2 separate regions of the Hordeum vulgare genome follow, and region 2 is linked to region 1. The links are chromatin contacts, called in public Hi-C maps. All regions are on one chromosome and are shown on one strand. Each heading gives the region's core, a stretch centred on a gene start, on an enhancer-like site or on the middle of the called end of the contact. The rest is flanking DNA. Distances are from core to core; before and after follow the strand shown. Region 1 holds the start of LOC123395005. Region 2 holds the start of LOC123395670 (regulatory-associated protein of TOR 2).

Evidence for each region. A called contact is a pair of places that touch in the nucleus more often than the background predicts.
Region 2: a Hi-C map of seedling shows a contact between it and region 1, with 4 times the contacts expected there. The contact joins the promoter of LOC123395670 here to the promoter of LOC123395005 in region 1. A contact is called at or near these places in 3 of 6 Hi-C or Micro-C datasets (leaf and seedling).

The regions. Positions count from the first base shown.
Region 1 is chr5H:326,055,380-326,061,220 of MorexV3_pseudomolecules_assembly, reverse strand. It overlaps LOC123395005, which reads right to left and starts at 2,084. Exons shown (of 2, transcript XM_045089914.1): 1 at 1,793-2,084; 2 at 1,065-1,678. The coding sequence starts at 1,853. The coding sequence ends at 1,449.
Region 2 is chr5H:326,492,142-326,497,524 of MorexV3_pseudomolecules_assembly, reverse strand. It overlaps LOC123395670 (regulatory-associated protein of TOR 2), which reads right to left and starts at 3,874. Exons shown (of 22, transcript XM_045090692.1): 1 at 3,275-3,874; 2 at 1,406-1,508; 3 at 669-751; 4 at 425-583; 5 at 215-331; 6 at 1-80. The coding sequence starts at 3,601.

The DNA.
Region 1 (5,841 bases), core at 835-3,334:
TTGAGGATCAAAAACTCCTTCAGGTTTGCCAAGAGTGGCATCATAGGAGCTCATGGTTTGAAACCATAGAACGACCCTCACACGCCACCTCTTATAGTGCACATCCTCAAACATAGAAGGCCTCATGAAAGCAACAAAATCACTCGGGATAAATTGCCTATAATAAGGATTTTGAATTGTTAAAAATATGAGCAATTTACCGAATGATTTAAAAGAGATAAACAATAGATAAAACATGATCATTATAACAAAGACAAGACTAGTCATGCAGACTTGAGAAAAGTAGACCAAGATAACAGAGCCAAGACTAGAGGAGGCAAAAATCATCTGAACATGTGTGTTAGAACAAAATAAATCTAAAACAAATACTAGACCAAGAAACTTAGCATTAGCTTTGGTGTTGGCGTCGGCCATGTCGTCAAAAAAGTCGTCGGCGTTCGTGGCATACGTGATGAAGAGGTCAGTAGTCGCGCAGAACGCTCCTCAAAAACCTTATCACCATTCTCTCGTACATAACTCAAAAGGTGTGCTTTCGAAGGCCTATTGTTCCGAACTGCGGTGCACGCTGCATGCCCGGATAGGGAAGAACTTAGCAGTAGCTCAGAACGCAGCGACGTGAGACGAAGCAAAAGAGCACGCGTGAATGTCTCTGTTGTTTCCATCCTCATACACGTGGGATAATATGCTTTCTTATAAGCAGATCCAACTTTCTACTAAACTAACAATATGAAAGTAAGCTTTAGTCCTACCTCTTGCCTTGTATAAATGGGCTAAGTGAGCCTCTAGAATTTATTAGAAATTCTGAAACTTGTTATTGGGCTTACCCAAAATAGGTCAAATTCCAGCAGACCTTACCTTACACTGCATTTGTCATGAGTATCAATTCTGTGCAACTGAAATTCAATTGCTAACTCCTCTCTTTTCTCTGCTTTCTCCCGGGATAGATTCTTCGTCCAGATCCAGTTGACATGGTCCCTTGGAACGGATAATGTAACAACCACGGATTCCACGATTCTTTTCTCATTACTAGGCCGGCCTCGCTTCTCACTGTATGCCGGACAGTATTAAAACTTGGATAACTCAGGCGACTCGCTGTTGTTTATTCAATCAACGTCATCCAGATACACATAATTCTATCTACTACTAGTACTACAATCGACAAGGCATCGCTGGGTTTCTTGGTTCCTTCGATAATAGAGAAGGGGGAATTAATCCTACCCCCACCCCATCACACCTACTAGATGATGGAGACAACAATGGCACTTGCTGGATGGATAGTACAAAGTAGATAAGATAATCCCGCCTTCCTCGCTGGATGGATTAGGACAAATGAGCGGCGCCACGTCACGGGCTATTAATTAACTGGTGCTAATTGGTCGTCATCATCATCGTCTGGTCTCGATCCACGGCCGGCCGGCCGGCCGGCCGTGATCCGAACGTCTGATCTGCTAGTAGCTCCACCGCTCGTTCTCTTGGCCGTCATCGCCGGTGGCCGCCGGCAGCTGCGAGTAGAAGTCCAGCTCGAAGCACCTCGCTTCCTCCTCCCTCCGTTTGACGGTGTAATAGTGGCGCGCCAGCGCCGCTCCGCCGAGCGCGGCAGCGACCGTGAATCCCGCCGCTTTGCCCCGCCGCCGGCCGCACGCCACCGAGGCGCCAACCGCCGCCGTCCACATCGCCCCTGCATCCAACCAAAATTAGTAAATACCTGGTCTCACATCACAATTACGTCAAAACACCGATCGGAGACGGGAGATCGCGGGAGGAAGGTGGGGTCCGAGAGGCTGAGACTGACCGACGGTGGCGAGCTTGTGCTGGTCCACCCAGGACTGCACCGACGAGCTCATCTTCTCCATCTCCGGTCGACGAGTTCCTGATTTCTTACAATGATTCTCGGATGACTTTCTCTGGGAATGGGGAATTGGATGGGATCAGCGGGTCAGGTTGGTGGCGTATTTGTAGCTGCGCAGAGCGCCCACTGGCTTCTATTGATCGTGAGCTGAAGGAAAAAGATAAATGAAACCAGTGGCCCAGCCACCAGTTTCTGTCGCGGTTTGCTTTGTTGGGTTGCCCCTCTATTCGGAGGTAGCCCGAGGTTTTATGAGGCCCTTCTTATCCAGGTTGCTCGTCATCACGCCAACGACTTAGAAAGTATCTGACAAAAAAAGCTCCACGCCTTGCTTTATAGGTAAAACACATATCATTATACAAGCCAGCCGAAAATAATGGTGTATAAAATAAAGGAAACGTTCTAATTCACTCGGCTGATTTCTCGTTTCTGTAAATCGCCTCAAAAGATTGACACGTGTCCTGTGGAAACGATGCACCGCACTGCCCCGTAACCTTATCCTTTTCCCAGTCTAAGTCGTCCTTCCTCTCAATCGGAGCATCCGATCCCCTCTCTCCCCATTACCACTACAACCTTGCTTTCTTCTCTTCCCGAGCTCCTCACCTCTCCCACCCCCAGTCGACAAGCTGCTGCTTCTACAAGGGGTCCCGTAGCGCTGCGATGGCTACCACTCGACGAGGAGGCGTACCTGCGAGGGGAGCAATGGTGTGCATGGTGTGGGTGGCATCACGAGATCCCGCGGGGCTGCGTGTTAGTGGCCACCGGAGCTGCAGACGACGATGGTGTTGGAGGAGGAAGAGACGAGCATCGCAACATCCCTCCCCCAAAGCTCCGTCGCCTCTGTGTGCTGCGTCACAACATCTTGGCCGCCATCGGGTTGTGTCACAACATGTGACATCGTCGTCGCATGATTCACCACAACACCCCGTCACCGTCACGTGAATCTTTGTCGACGCCTGTCGGGTGCTGCGGTGGAGCTTTGACGGGGGCGGACGTTGCTGCGATGGAGCACGACCGTGCGGTGGTGGAGACTCTGTAGGGAAGCTCCGCCGGCGGCGACGTGGTGCTACGATGGAGCACCACGGTGTCGGTGTTTGCGCTGCAATGAAACGTCGTCGAGATTGTGATGAAGGGCCGTCGAAGCTAGAGTGAAGCGCCGACGTTCGTTCGAGTTCCGGCGAGGTTGCAATGAAGCTCCGACGAGGTTGCAGTGAAGCGCCCGGACGGTTGCTGGAACTCCTGTGAGGTTGCAATGAAGCTCCGACGAGGTTGCAGTAAAGCGCCCCGGCGGTCGTCGGAAGCTCCAGCGAGGTTGCAATGAAGGGTCCGTCGGTGCTGCCATGGGAGACTATTGCGTGCTGCTGCTATGGGAGCTGTGTGGTGCCTCCCGATTCTGCGGCTGGGAGCATTTGAATCGGATGGATGTGGAGGCAGCTTAATTTCGTAACAAATAAACCGGTTAATTTGTAGCAGTCCTCATAAAATAAATACGGAAAAAATAAAAGAGGAGAGAAGAAGGTCTCATTGCGAGCGACAACAAAACAAACCCAAACATATATGAAAGTCACATGAAAGATACATGAAAGCCTGAAGGAGGATAGGTTATCATGAGCAACCGAGCCGCGGGCTCCTTGAACTTCTTAGTCATGTCATGGACGGAGGACCTATCCCGTCATCTGCACAGGGGTCTTCAAATCTATAAGAAATCACATAATTTATAGATCACATCACTAAGCATGGTCGTAAATATATTCTCAATAATAAGTTTATTCCTAATACACCATAACGTCCAAACCAAGGCTCAAAAATTGATCCACATCAATCTTCGGGCCTGACCCGATCAGGCAGATGGTAGGGGGAAGAACTGAGGGAAGCTCGTAGGATACCATCCATTGTCCCGAATCTTCCTAGGAGCACTCCAAATAAACTGGGCGGACACATAGTAAAAGAAGATGTGATCACTATCTTCAACAACATAAAAAATGGGACACATACAAATTGCTGGCCCATTACGTTTGCAAACTTGCTCACCCAATGGTAGCTTGCCCCTCACTAACTGCGAGAGGAATATCTTGATTTTAGGTGGAGGCCTAGTTTTCCAAATTTTTGTAAATTTCTTCGGTCCCTGATGAGCCGCCATCCAATCATAGAGGGACTTAATAGAATAGCAACCTTGCGGGTCAAGCTGCCAATGAGTGGAGTCCCCAAGCCTCGACAAAGTTGTGTTTGCAAGGCTAGACCACAACTGTGCACATTCAGCAGCCTCATCCGGGCTGAAGGAGCGACGAGACAACAACCCATTACCCTCATTTTGCACGACTAGAGAAACCGATATGGTTGGCTAGTTAGTAATCACTAACAAGGCCGGGAATTGGGCACGTAATTGGTTGGCACCGGCCCAACAGTCCAACCAAAACAGTGTATCAACACCTCACCGAACCATCAATGCGGTCCCTAGAAGGAAGCAAGGTTTAAGAGCCTATATAGTCTGCCAAAACTAGGATTCCCTCGAGTGTGTGCACATGGAGAATGAATGGCCCCAAAGATACTTAGCCCTAATAAGGTCTAGTCACAAGCCACCATCACCCCGAACCATTCGCCGAATCCATTTAGTTAGAAGGCAAATATCTACTCCCTCTTACCAAAATATAGGTCGCTGGGAGTAGATTCCGACCAGGTGAAAATGAGCAAATTGACTTTTATGCCCCTAATGCAAATTCTGAATCAGCCCTCTTCTTCATCGCGTCTTCCACCTCCGCCTCCGCCCCCGCCCTCACCTCCGCCCTCTACCCCCGCCCTCCACCTTCACCTCCCCCTCCACCCGCACCCTCCAGCTCCACCTCCGGCCACCACCCCGCCCTCCACCTCCGGTTGAGAGGGCGGCCATGGCCCGCAGGAAGGCGAGGCGCTTGAGCAGGAACCAGAGGCAGCACCGCCCGCACCTGCGGAGCGGCCGCCACGAGCCATCGTCGGTGGGTTTGGGGATTTGGACGTAGCTCCAGATCCACTGCGAGCCATCGCCGGTGGGTTTGGGGATTTGGACGTAGCTCCAGATCCACCGCTGCGCAGCCCGACACCGCTTCAGATCCGCCACTCTGTAGCTCCACCACCGCTCAGCGCCTCCTTCATCCAGATCCAGCGCTGGCATACCCACATACACGGCCCTGTGGAGTAGAAGCTCGTCGCTGACGCAAAAGATTTGATTTTTCTTTACCTCCGGGGGGTTAGTGGAGGCGGAGTGATGGAGATAAACTGGAGGTGGAAGAGGTAGAGGCCGGTTACGGGGAGAGGGAGAGGCCGGCGGGCGACGGGGAGAGGGGGAGGCCGGTGAGAGAGGGAGGTCGGCGAGCGACATGGAAAGGGGGGCGGCGAGTGCGAGCGAGTAAATGCGGACAGTGCGGCTGGGCGAGTGAGCGACGCGGGGCAAAATTGGAAAGTGGGGATATTTAATTACTGGACAAAAATTGAACTAAAAACCTCCAACGACCTACATTTCGGAACAGAGGGAGTATTCGTTTGGTAGACGTGATGCTTAGACCCTCTGGTCCTTAGGCATTCATATGCCACTCCACTTGACCATATGATATGTTTGTTTGTTGGCCTCTCCTTGCCAAAACAACCTAGATTGTTATTTGTCCACGTTGGCGTGAGCCGCATGAGGGAAGTGGTATAAGCCCATGTCGAACAACGAAGGCTAACCATAGACGAGGCAATGAGAACTAATTTTCTAGCCTTGGAAGTCAACCTACCCTGCCACGGGTTGATTCAGTGCTCCACCTTCTCCACCAGTGGACGCAGTTCCATCATGCTAATTCTCCCGTCACTCACACGGAGACCCAAATAGGCAATCAGGAATGCCCCCAACCGGCAATTGAGGTGGTTGGCAATGCCCTCCTTCTCCATGTCAGAGTAGCCCATCACCAACACTTCACTCTGCGCGAAATTGATACTAAGCCAGACATCTCCTGGAAACATAGTAGAAGGGACTTGAGGTT
Region 2 (5,383 bases), core at 2,625-5,124, 430 kb before region 1:
GTTTGATGTGCCTCACAGGCAGCAAGGAGAATGCAATCCTTCACTGAAGACGCAGAAGAGCTTGAACTCCAGTCTAGGCGCTGAAGTCAACACAAGGACCCATAATGAATATGAAACCATCCAAAAACCGTACAAATAGAAAGAGAAAAAACATAAATTATGTACCTATGACTTGCAGATCGCATGAACATAAAAAACTGAGTATAGTGTATACCTCTAGAAAAGCTTTCACAATCATTCCAGCTGCTGAGCAGTCAAAAACATAAATCGATGGTGTTTTCAGCCATGAATCGAGATCAGTAATAGGAAGAGGGATATACTGTGTATAACTCTGCACCAGAGTACAAAAGACGCTTCAATAAAGACATAGGAATAAATAATGCATCAACATATGCAATACACATTTTGACTTAACAACACTCACCTTGTTAAACACCCAAATCTCTCCATTAGCTGTAGGCTTTGGTACACCATGACCATTGTAATGAAAAAGAACTCTCTCTGATCTGGCATATTTGCGGCAAGTATTACAAAGCTTCTTGACTTCTTCGACTGTTGGATCCAGCTGAAGCTTGTAACGAGCCTGCAGGCATCATTAGTACATGAAGATGTAAGCAGTGATATCAGTTTATCAGAATACCCTTTATGTAAAAAAAAAAGTGAGTCACCTTAGGCTGCCATCGCTCATACTGTGAGTGTAATGTTTTTCCAATAGTTTCAAGGGCTTTGGGAGGTGCCATAGAAAATGGATCTAAAAATGGTAAATGGAAAGGCTGTGAGCGGATCTCAAGGCAACTGAAGTGCAATAAGGTTATTGTACTACTATGCTATTTACAAAGATAGCCATCATGCTTGTTTAAATCTGGTACATTTCACGTCTCAGCAAATAATTATCGCTGCTATTAATAAATCAAGTTCATATGACCCACTGAGCTAGAAATACAATCAAGTTCATATCATTCACGACCTAAAGAACAAAATATCTTCAAATGTAGCCTGGAAATCATTAATTGCTCTGCAACCAAAACATGAATATGATATTATTAATTTATTATGTAACCTATAAAACTTTAATTCATCTAGAAAAAGAACACCATCTATTTCTAAATAGATGCAAGACTGTTTCTTTGCTGCAAATTTGCAATCTCCTCCAGCTACCAACACAGCCAAGTATGGCATTCAGAAATGCAACCGTGAAAATAAGTGCTTTCAGTGAAGTGAAAATAGTACTTATTAATAAAAAAGATTGAATTTATTCTAACTAGTAAGACACGTACAGAGAAAAAAATGATAATGGAGCTGCATACCACAAACATGAAACGAAATTACCAACAGCAGGCAAAAGAAAATCCCTCTCAGCTCATTAGAAAACTAGATAAGCATATACACATGACCGAATGCTTACCTATCCAACACTCCATTCTTGCACAAGGGGAAATTTTAATTACATCCGGCGGATCAACACTAATGTTTAAACATAATACAAGTGCAACACATCCGGTCTTCATCTGCAACCAAGACCACTGTTAGTATAATATAGCATATACCAAATGTAAACAGTTTATGTAAGTAACACCATCCAATGGTTAGAAAATAAAAGAGTAGAAACACAACCAAAATAAGAGGTCAAAATGGTATGACCAACACAGATCAATACTCTGACCAAACTGACAACAAACTGGAATAGTAATTAAGCTATTTATTGGTAAAACATTAGCTAGTTCTACTGAGAATAAACAAACCAAAGCTGTGGCACAATTTACATACTAAATATGCGATATCCCCTTGCTGAGATCACAATAAGTTTAGCATATCTCTTCTTCACAAACAATCATGGCACACATATGGTTACAAAAGTTTAACACGATACTCTAGTCCAGACAAATCAAATATAATCTGCAAACCCGTTAGAGAGTTAATTTGTATGAAGGGGAAACGTAGCTTAATACACATGAACCACAAAGAGCTTATACAGATATATTTTCTAAAATAGGAATGTGAACATCTCCACTAACATATATGGTAGTACTTTGCTTGTCCAAAAGCAAATAGCAATCACAACTCAAACTATCCGAGAGGAAATTTCAATGACCGTAATGCTAAGTTGTTTTCAAGTAAGGCAACCTCGTCTTTATAGTCAAAACCATCCTTCTCATATTGTCATGAGTTGAAACAAGCATATACCTCAACCTCGAAGTCGATGGCATTGCCAATGTGATATTTCATACACCACTGCATACTCACATGCCAAATTCTTAACAATAGAATTTCTTAGACCGTCGGTTGCGTTTGTACATTGGGTACGCAAATTTGCCTTGACAGCTCACTACAATGATCCAGATTTTGATCGGTGCTCAACTCACTACTTTGCTTCACCACAGGCAAAAATGCTGGCACTAGGTGTCCAATTTTCGAAATGACACCACTAACAAGTACAGTCACTTGGGATGCGGACATCCTATCTGAATGTAATCAAGAGTACTAGATAACCATGAAGACTATTTGGGTCTAGCATAGTTTGAACCATTATTCTTATACAATCTTATATCAATCATCAGAAAACTTATTTGATTTTTAGTTAAAAAGGAAAAATTGATCATCATAACAGAATGGCATGCTCTATTAAGATAGGCCATAAAAATACCGTTACTTGACACTTGCCTATTTGATTTTTTAGCCGAGCCATTAATTACGTATTACACGCTAGTGGCTTTCGTGCTACATTTAATTCCGGTGATCTCGTGAGCAGCGAATAAGCATGAATACGTTAACATAGCGACAGCTATAAATGGTTCCGTTTATCATTTTTAATTAATACAGCAACCACCGACAGCGCGATAACACAAGACAACATTGACTTCTCCAAGCATTTGGGAGAAAGAATGGCATCAGCTTGCAGCGAACAATAATAACTAGGCAAATCTGGATAGCCAGTTCACAGATTTGGTTATCCTGCTGGTAACTATGAATCATTAACTTACTTAAACGGACAAAAACTGAAAAGTTTGGTCACATCACCCATTACATCTTAAAGCGTGGTGATCAAATCGTAACCGCTAAATTGAAATGGTAAATTATACTAAAATTGCACGTAGACACTTAAGCAAACCAGCAGCTGCCCCAAATTTACCCTGATTTAGCTCGTTGAACTACACGTGCCGTTAATCATAAGCCCATGAACATCACCTGAGTGAATCTCTGAGGGCCAACCGTGGCAAATCTAAGAAAGAAACGATCAACAAGAGCAATAGCTGCATGAGCTACAATCCATTACCCTGTCCTTGGGGCGCCACTTGGAGACGAGCCCGCTGGTAGATGGCCCGGCCGCGGCAGCGGTGGCCTCGTCGAACCCCTCGTGCCGCTGCTCGCAGAGCACAACAACCTGCGGCAGGCACGGCACAAGCGCCACGGCCGTCCCCTCCTCATCCTCCTCGCCGGCGTCCTCCCTCCGAAGCTCCGGCCCGTTCGCGACAGGGAGCTCACCATCCACGCGTTCCGTCTGGTGGTTCACCGCCGCCAAGGAGGGAGTAGGCAGCGAGGACGAGGACGAGGACGAGGACGAGTGCACGAGCCTGGACGCCATGAGATCTCCCAATGCCATCTACGCTTGGGCGGTCCCTCTACTGCTCTCTTCTCTTCCTCGTCACCCCGCAGCCATCTCGGGGCGGGGGGGGCGTGTCGTGTGTACGGAGTGGGCAGCGATGCTCGCTGCCTACATCGATCGAATCGGCCCGGCGTGGCGAATCCGAATCCGGGCCGCCGGGGACGGGTGGACGCCAGGCAGGGATTGGATGGAGGCGCGGGTGGGGTTTAGGGTTAGGGTTTGGACGGGGGCAGGGGGGGGGGAGACGGGGATGCGGCGGAGAGGGTGGGGAGGAAGAGGGAGAGAGAGAAACAGGGCGAGGAGAGAGAGACGGGGAAAATAGTATAAAAACTGGAAACTGGATTCTCCTCTCTTTTTTTCCTTCGGTTTGTTTTCTCTCGGTGTTGGCTGAAGAATGTGAGCTGAGATGCGCAGGCTCGTGGCCGTGCGTCTGCTAGCTTAGCTACTGTAGTTAGAAGTCTCTTTGCTACTCCAAGTACTCCGTATTATTTTTGTGTGATGTTTATCTTCGCTATGTGCAGTTTGCGGTTTGGATGAATGTCTGCGAATTTAAGATGCTCAAGAAATGTGTGTAAAATAGATAAAATCAGTGAGCCAAAAAAGTTAAGAGAAGGTGTCGATTCGATAAGGAGTATCATGATCCCTTGTAATCTTAAAATAAATCTTAGAGCAGCTTCAATGAAAGACGTAGAGAAAGTAAAAAAAATAAAAATTAATGATTTTAGGTCTAAAGATACACAAACAAATAGATGAAAATAAAGAGGAGGCAGATCACTCACTCTACTAAGCATATTTGATGAGTTGTTAAAGAGGAGGGTTGCTATTTCGCGCTCGCGCGTTGAGGCGCTCGGTTTCCGACAGGGCCCGGTTTCCTTTTGAAGCTAACTAATCAGCGCGGTAAGAAAAGTCGGCGCTTCGCTTATAGGGATCGCGCGTTGCGACTTACGAGCGTGAAAAAGCGATTCCGGTTAAAGAGAAGGCAAATCTATAAAGAAACTCGCTAAATGTTGGGTCGGAGATACAGAGAGCATGTTTTTTGATAAATTTAGTTTGATTTGATTAATATTGAGTCTAATTCAAATCCTGAGGTACAAAAAAAATGTTACCTCACGGATTTTGAGGAAAATTCGCAACTTTTAGAAGAAAAAAAAACAGTTTGATCAAAATCACTAATTTGGATCAAAACATATTTCATATGAATCTAGTACGAACTTCTAAAGTAAAAAAAACGGCTCGGTTGAAAGTACAAGCTTTTCGTTCATTTTAACCATGTTTAGTATTCATAGGAAAACCAAATGATAGATGGGTGGAATTTGGTGACTTGGTTGGAGAGAACGAAGAAAGAATGAAGTGAACTTTTGATGTTGATACTCAACTACGGATTTGATTAGTTGATATTAACGTTGTTGGAGTTGCTCTTAGCGTTGAGCCAACATAAGACTAACTACGAATTTGCTACAAACAGGCGACATGTTAGCAAACGTGAGAAGCTACATAATCATATGATTCTAACTTTGAAGTTGATAGTCCTCGTATTTTTTCATGAGGTTATGTATGATAGTCATCGACGATTGTGGCAATGACTATTGCATTGGTTGGGATCATACGAGAAATGGTGTCTTTCTACCATGGTAAAACTTTGAATATCATCCTCCATACGAAATGGCATCTTGGCTAAAGTGAGATAAATGAGTTTGTTCACTCTGGTGTATATTGCATTCGACATGGCCTCGTGGAACATGATGGTTTGCTTCATGTGGGCAACAAACAAGAGGATGG